Linked DNA regions of Mus musculus: region 1 is linked to region 2. The links are chromatin contacts, called in public HiChIP or PLAC-seq maps. All regions are on one chromosome and are shown on one strand. Each heading gives the region's core, a stretch centred on a gene start, on an enhancer-like site or on the middle of the called end of the contact. The rest is flanking DNA. Distances are from core to core; before and after follow the strand shown.

Evidence for each region. HiChIP or PLAC-seq counts read pairs in DNA pulled down with a chosen protein or histone mark.
Region 1: a BATF HiChIP or PLAC-seq map of CD8 T cells shows a contact between it and region 2, with 6 read pairs. The contact joins two enhancer-like sites. A contact is called at or near these places in 5 of 484 Hi-C or Micro-C datasets (the HPC-7 cell line, bone marrow-derived macrophages, cerebral cortex and 2 more), 10 of 115 datasets of contacts at active chromatin or transcription factors (CD8 T cells, Th17 cells, acute myeloid leukemia and 5 more) and 3 of 9 other capture datasets (adipose tissue, embryonic tail and liver).

The regions. Positions count from the first base shown.
Region 1 is chr3:129,657,382-129,661,250 of GRCm38.p6, forward strand. No RefSeq gene overlaps it. Among named protein-coding and RNA genes, the nearest start is that of 6330410L21Rik, 94 kb to the right of the region's middle. Within about 2 kb of position 1,655, at least 32 of the 459 cell types and tissues checked have an H3K27ac peak or open chromatin away from gene starts, as enhancers often do. A contact at or near this core is called in CD8 T cells, where this site is marked.
Region 2 is chr3:129,306,875-129,310,749 of GRCm38.p6, forward strand. It overlaps Enpep (glutamyl aminopeptidase), which reads right to left. Exons shown (of 20, transcript NM_007934.3): 5 at 2,895-3,049; 6 at 2,148-2,261. Among named protein-coding and RNA genes, the nearest start is that of Enpep, 24 kb to the right of the region's middle. Within about 2 kb of position 1,772, at least 29 of the 459 cell types and tissues checked have an H3K27ac peak or open chromatin away from gene starts, as enhancers often do. A contact at or near this core is called in CD8 T cells, where this site is marked.

The sequences.
Region 1 (3,869 bases), core at 405-2,904, 350 kb after region 2:
GGCGAAACTGAAAAGCCCTTGTGAAGCCTCGTGATGAATAGACTCACCACAAGCATGGCACGGATCCCGTATAATTCAGCCCTCCAGATGCTCATGGCTCCCCTGGACACTCCCATTTCTTCATGGGCTTCGAAAGCTGAGTCCTAAAGTGGTCCTGTGTGAGTATCCTTTTGGCCCGATGAGTCTCTGGGAGAAATCCGATTTTCTTTGCTTCCAGATTCCTATTAGTTACGGTTCTGATTCTTAACTGACAAAGTGAGGATGTAGAAACGGGCTACTTTTTTGATTAAATGAATATACCGGAACTCTGAATTATGGAAGACCTCTTGCAAACCTCAGATGGCTCATTCGATTTTCTAGGACTTGAGTTTTTAAAAGTTAATGTACAATAGGACCTACTCCAAAGACAAGGCTGAAATAAATTATGGTGGGATCTCTTCTAAGCCCCACAAGCTAGAACCACTTCTTTATTTTCCCCAAGACACATGCCAGAGGACGTCTCACAGTACAGTCCCATCCGTCCCTGTCATCTCCTCTGTGCCCTCCTCCGAGTGCCTCATCCTTAAAGAGGAAGTAAAGGGCCGCTGGGGCCAGCTGGAAAGAGAAGGCACTGAGATCGATCGGCAAGTGAAGTTAAAATGCCACCATCCATCCCAGCGCCCCGATACCGAGGATGCAGGTATCCTGCCTGGGATGCACAGGGCAGCAGAAAGAGAGGAGGCTTTGGCTCTGAACGACATTGGGCTCTTGTAGGAGTCAGTCCGCACTTGGAGATCAGATTCACAGACCTCAACAATGGGGCCAGCTACGTGAGAGTCTGTCTGTCCTTCATTGTCTCTCTGAGATGGCAGAAGAACAGGATATAAACTATGGAAACCCATTTCAAGCAGGTAGATTCGCACTGTACTGGGCTCACCCGTGCCCTAGAAACGTGTTTCACTTCATGTGTAGTCATGGCTTGACATGAATTAAGAGAAGAGAGACAGTTGTGTGTTTAAATCACAGGTTTGGGGGGTAAAATCTGGTTCAACAGGCCACCTCTACACAGATGAGCTGGAAGTTTTAGTGAATCCTGTTGGATGCATGTTTTGGTATTTTCAGCTACCCAGTATACCCACGACTCCGGAGGAAAGAGCCAACCAAGGTGGCCCGGCTTGTGTGACTCAAATCGTCTGTTCCTCTGCCAGAAGCAGATCAGATCAAAATAACCAAGCGATCCCGGGTAGGCAGAACTAGACCAAGAAGATAAAGTTCCCTTTCCATAGAACTGGGAGTCGGGGAGTTGAAGAAACGTGACCAGTTACACCTCTTTAAAGTGTGATCTCTGAACCGGCAGCATCTGTGACAGCTGGGAACTTAGTGAGACGTTGATCCAGTCTCCTGAACCCACTGGGCCGGTATCTGAAAAGCTCCCTCAGTGATTCTGTGGATGTTGAGGTTAGATCTGGAGGATGAATGCAGTGGGAGGGGACATTTGCAATGACAGGTTGTACTGGGTTGGTTTCAAGGTACACTAAACACAGGCAAGCGGAGGTTTAAAAGAGACGTAAGTTCATGGAATTTGCGCAAGAGTCGAGGACATCAGAGCAGAACTAAAGATAGTATCAGAGACAGGAAGTCCTCAGAGAAGAGGCTGGGGGTGCAGGTCCAGAACCACAGGCTCCTCCCCCATGCCCACAGGCTCCTCCCACATGCCATGTCGGAGTATTTTAGGTCACCTGTTGGATAGATGCCCAGTGAGCTATGACTTTACAGTCTAATTCTTTGAGAGAGCTAGATCTAGTAGGTTTCGGTGCTGATCTCTACATTTTATTGTCATCATCTGTTCATTTGCTTTTCTTTTCTTTTTTTTTAAAGATTTATTTATTTATTTATTATATGTAAGTACACTGTAGCTGTCCTCAGATACTCCAGAAGAGGGAGTCAGATCTCCTTACGGATGGTTGTGAGCCACCATGTGGTTGCTGGGATTTGAACTCCTGACCTTTGGAAGAGCAGTCGGGTGCTCTTACCCACTGAGCCATCTCACCAGCCCCTCATTTGCTTTTCAAGACAGGGTTTCTCGGTTATAGCCCTGACTGTCCTCAATTTGTAGACCATGCTGGCTTTGAACTCAGAGATCCAGCTGCCTCTGCCTCCCAAGGGAGATGATTAATGGCATTCACCACCATGCCCAGCTGCTAATCTCTATTTTAATATAAAAGAAGAATACATTTCCTAGTCTAGGATTTGACCATCTTTGGAGTCTAGTGCTCAGCTTGGTCATCTCAGTTTGAAAGGAATGTTGCTATACTGAGGCCAGGCCTCCAAAGAACAGCCACCATCATAGTCTGGCACTGTGTGAATGGCCTGAAAACATCATCAAAAGAGGACTGCAAAAGAGAAGATTTTCAGCTACCGTGTCCTGAACCAGGTGAAGCTATTAGATATCCTACAGCCCTGGGGATTGGAGCTATGCCAGCGCTGATGCTTGCTCTGACTCTCTGTAAGGGCAAACATCCTAACGATCGCAACTGCTTTTACAGCTGCTTTTAAAACACCACACTCTGGAAATCAGTTCTCTCCAATGTCAACACTCCAGGGCAGGCCTGGGACCCAGCAGTAGTTGCACAGCACAAATGGATTCCATTTTTTTCCTCTGTCTTTTATTTTTTTACTTATTTATTTATCTTATTGTTTGTTGTTGGTTGGTTGGTTGGGTTTTTGTTTTGTTTTGATTTTCATTTTTGGAGGTTTTATTTATTTATTTTTAGAAAGATATGTAGAAAGATACATGTGATGTTGGATGGGTGGGTTGGATCTAGGAGGGTTTGGGGAGGGGAAAAGTATGATCAAATGCATTGTTTGAAATTTTTAAAGGAACAAAAAAGAATTTAGTTTTTAAAAACCCCACATTTCCTGCTATAAGTGAGTTAGAAGGGGAAGCCCAAGGATTCATCTTAAAGGTTCTTGTGGGATGAATTCCAGGGGCAGAGACAGATGGCTTTTGGCACAGGCTACTACTTTTTTCACCAACTGCACCAATTTCAAGGTCAAGATCATGAAGATTCTCTTCTGATCATGAGTAACGACCGAAGGCCACATTTCTGCATTCATCTTATTTTTCTGAGAGCTACGCCAAGTTTTATGATGGTCCTTTTGATCAAGAAAAATGGCAACACCTTTATGAAAATAAAATGCCTTGTGGGTGCCACAAGACACGTGAAAACAAAAAACAAACAAACAAACAAACAAAAAACCAAAAAACCAAAACCTATGCTTTGGGATGAAGCAGGAACAAGACAGGTCCTCAGAGTTTGGTAGAGGATGCTAAACTGTAACATAGGAGCACCTTGAAGCCACGTGGTTAAGACTTCTTCCTACCATTTGTGATTTTGATTACTTTAAAATTTACAGTATTTGTTATCACTTCCGGCTTACGACAAACAGATGTACTTCTGTTCAGATGCGCTGCCTCTCACAGTGTTAATCCCATCAGTTAAAAAGGAGACCATTGGAGGCAGAGGGAGGAGGATTTCTGAGTTCTACAAAGAGAGTGCCAGGACAGTCAGGGCTACACAGAGAAATCCTGTCTCGAAAAAACAAACAAACAACGCCCCCCCCCCCCCAAAAGGAGACCATTAACTCAATTTTTGAGCCGAATTTGAAGCAAACTTTAATCAAATACTAACCAGGATGATGGACTCTGGTCAGGTCCATTCTTGAGTCCCCAGAAAAATGGTGATGGGTCACAGCTTGCAGATGTGAAAGGCAAACCACAAGGCCTCCGTAGTTCCCATCGGATCCAATCAGGGGCAAGCATATACCTGACGTATTTCCTGCCTATGCATTGCCCACCTTTCATGTGATGAAGCTCCTCCAAACAAATT
Region 2 (3,875 bases), core at 522-3,021:
TCACTGAGATACATCCACAGCCTTGGTTTTCTAAGTCAGGGCTTCACTAAGAATCTCAGGCTAGCCTTGAACTCTTGATTCTGTTGCTTCAATCTCCCAAGTGCAGGGTTCACTGGCGTTTACAACCAAGCTGGGCTTAATGGTGTTTTGAAACATCAAAATTGGAGTTTAACTGACTATTCAAATGTTACAGTTTAATATCAGAATTTGATAAAGGGAGGTCACCAAAATACTTTAATAGAAAAAATAAAAGACAAAATTATTTACCCGTTGTGTAGTTTATTTTCAAAAAATTACGAATTCATCAATGTTTACTGTCATGATGATCGGCAACTGAAGATTTTTACTTGTTTATTTTTATCTCTATTCCTAGCCTTTGTCACCACTGGGACAGGGGAGCTAGCAGTAGAGAGTGTGACAGGAACTGGCTAGTGTGCACTGCATAGGGAGGCCCATGAAACAAAGCATTGCCCCAAATGTTAATAGTTCCCGGGTGGAAAAACCCTGATGTAAATTGTTTAAAGACTCAACTTTGCAGAGCAGTTCCCCTCACCTTTCAAAGAAGGTTAGGGGGGATGCAAGTATTTAATGTAAAAGATAGATTTCCCAAGGGACAGGCTGATGGCACACTCCTTTCATCTCGGCACTCTGGAGGCAGAGGTAGACAGATCTCTGTGGATTCAAGCGGGGAGGGGGAGTCCTGGGGGGGGGGTAGGATTTACAACAATTGCTTCTTAAAACTTTTTAACCTACATCAGCAGCTGGGACTACAGGGACAAGATCAAGTCAACCAAACTTCCCAGCTTGGACTGGGGAGAGCTTATGCTATGTACCCCTAGCTTAGGAGCTGCCCCACCCCCATTGATGGCAGCTATGCAGGGGAGGGTTCCATTTTTCTTCAGGAATGTGGCCCTGGAAAGTCTACCCCATGTTCCAGTAGCTGGTCCTACACCCGAGTGTATTTTCATTTGTTTGTTTGCTGTTTGTTTTGTAAGGACATAAAATTGAGAAGGAAAAGTTGGGACAGTGAGGAGATGGGGGGAAGAGGCAGGAGGCAGGGAAAAAAAAAAGTTTTAAAGTTGAAAAAGGAAAACTGTTATAGACTCTTGCGCCCCAGGGAAGTTAAACTTCTGTTGGATGGTGTGCTCCTGTATTTTTAAATTTGCCCTTTAGTAGCTTTTCAGCGACACTTAGGAAGCATTGGAGTTTAGAGGTCACTTAAAAATACTTTCAGAAGTCAGAGAAAGATAAAAATAACTCCAAGTTGAGCAGTCTTGTTATTTCTTTATCAAATTCACGTGGGAGACTAAGCCCTTTAAATACACTTTATTGTTCGCCTTTACAACAACTGGACGAGGCAGTTCTTTTTAAAGGGATGCAGACAAGGTAAGTTACTCAATGTCACAAACTAGTCCAGTAGAGGGCAGTATTCTACATACTTCATGGTAATCTACATCTACACAGAGATAGGTATACACATCTATGGAGTGAACACACATGCATATATTCAGCCAGAGACGAATACTTACACGATCTAAATACAAACAGAAAAGGCTTAATTTTCCTAAAGAAAATTCTGTAGCAATCCTGGAAAGTTTTATTCCAGGTCCCTTGAGAGCACACTGAGAACGTTCACTAAGCCTACAGTTTGACAACTTGAACGCTTACTTGATACTGAACAATGCTCTCATCGGACATGAAAGGGAGAGCTGACCCAGAGAAGAGCGTGCACCTCGCTTGTGGCCAGGCTTCCTGCTGTGCATCTGAGAGCTGATGCATTTAGGATGTGAGCTTGCACCTAACTGCTAAGTTTTCACCACATCACAGCCTTGCAGCAACCAGCTCAAGTCAAAGAGCTTATAAAATAAGACTTGGGAAGGGCTGACACCCTACTTCCTGGAAATGCAAGGTGGGCGTTTCTTACACTTTCTGCCCTGATCCCCCATCTAGACAGGTGTTTGTCTATGGCTCCCTACTGCCTCAATGACCAGGTAAAGGCTCTTGGCAAAGAGCAGCTCAGGGGAAGTTCCTGGCTCCTGGCTTCTGACTACCTTCACAACGGATATTTGACACTGATCCTAGACCTCTGTCAAAGGCTTCAGTTGGGTTTCCACGAAGAAACAGATTCAGATTGTGTTAGGACTCACCATCTGCCAGTCTTTTTCTGCGTGGTTTACTCCCAAGAACTCGAAGAACGAAGCAAATCCTTCATTTAGCCACAAGTCGTCCCACCAGTCCATGGTCACAGTATTTCCAAACCACTGAAATGAAAAGCAACGGGGAAATAGATGCTTACTCTCGCAGTAGGGAGGTGCTAGGAAATTTCATGGCGTGGATTTGTAACTGACACAGAAGCAATCAGTATTGTACCTAACATGTATTTCCCACTTCATCTTGATTTGAGGAATGTTAAATTCTCCAGTTTATTAATATAATTTAAGGAATATATAATGTTATAGGAAGGTCTCTTGTGTTTTTATTAAATGCAAAACAGTCTAAAACTGTGGTTCTCAGCCTTCCTAATGCTGCCACCCTTTAATGCAGTTTCACACGTTGTGGTGACCCCAACCATAAAATTATTTTTTGTTCCTACTTTGTAACTCTAATTTTGCTACTGCTATTAATCATAATAGACATATCTGTGCTTTCTGATGGTCTTAGGTAACCTCTGTGAAAGGGTCATTTGACACCCACCGGGTGACCATCCACAGGTTGAGAACCGCTGGAAAGTTTCTGTGCAGTAAAATATTAGTGAAGGCTTAGACTAGCTTTCACGTGGGATGTTCTGAGTGGGTCTGTTTCACTTCGTTAGTCATCCACACTTTGTATTACTGCTGTGGAAAGAGGCCAGTTTTAAAAAGCAAGTGGATTTGTTTCAGGGAGGCCCTCTCTACCTGGTGTACAAGTTCGTGGGCAACCACGCTGGCCACTCTCTGCTGGTTAGATGAGGCCGATAGTAGGGGGTCGTAAAGCAGGTTTGTTTCTCGGTAAGTGACAAGTCCCCAATTTTCCATGGCGCCGGTGCCAAAATCTGGAATAGCAATTTTATCTGTGGAAAAAGACAGTCTGGTGAGAAATGCATTCTTTCCACTTGTTCACAGCGTCTCTTACCAAATTAACTTCTTTGGTTGACTTTGTTTTTTAAGGCTAAAAATAATGTTTCAGAGTGAGAGGCAGAAATCGTTTGTGCACAAACTCAGTCCTAATGCTCTCAACATTCCCACGGAGAAGTTCCTGTAGCCTCCAGACTTCAGTGTGTCGTCCCTCCCTAGCCCTCCCTTTTCTCTGAAGGATTACATGACTGCTCTTTTATTCCAAGCCTCTCTGGTTTTATGTCTTTTCTTCTCTTTACAGTAATTCATTTTTATTACTTTCCCCCATCTTTTATTTATGACGTTGGTTATAAACAGCACCTATTTGGGGGATACAGTGTTAGGGAAAAAAAAAGAGTGAAGCCTTTAAATGAGAACTGAGAAGACAGAACATGTGAGTTCAGAGAGACAGCTTGCATGTCAAGGACACAGACTTAGAAACCCGAGTGATGTACAATTTAAGGACAGTCTGATTCTCGGCCAATCTAATGTCCCTTTCCTCTTTTCCTCCACCTTCCCTTTGCCATCTTCCTTTGTATTTTAAATAAGCTAGAAGGACATGGAATTGACCAATTTCTCTCTCTATTTTTTTATCCAGGTCACAGGAATTTCTGTCCTATTTTCTCTGGATTTTAGAAATAACACCCAACAAAGGGAAGCAACATTGAACACTTCCACATTAAATCTGCATACAGGAAAAACACCGATTATCAGGGAATACAGCTTCCCAAGCTAATGAACTGTAACCTGAATATAATTTTTATTACTACTATAATTTAAATG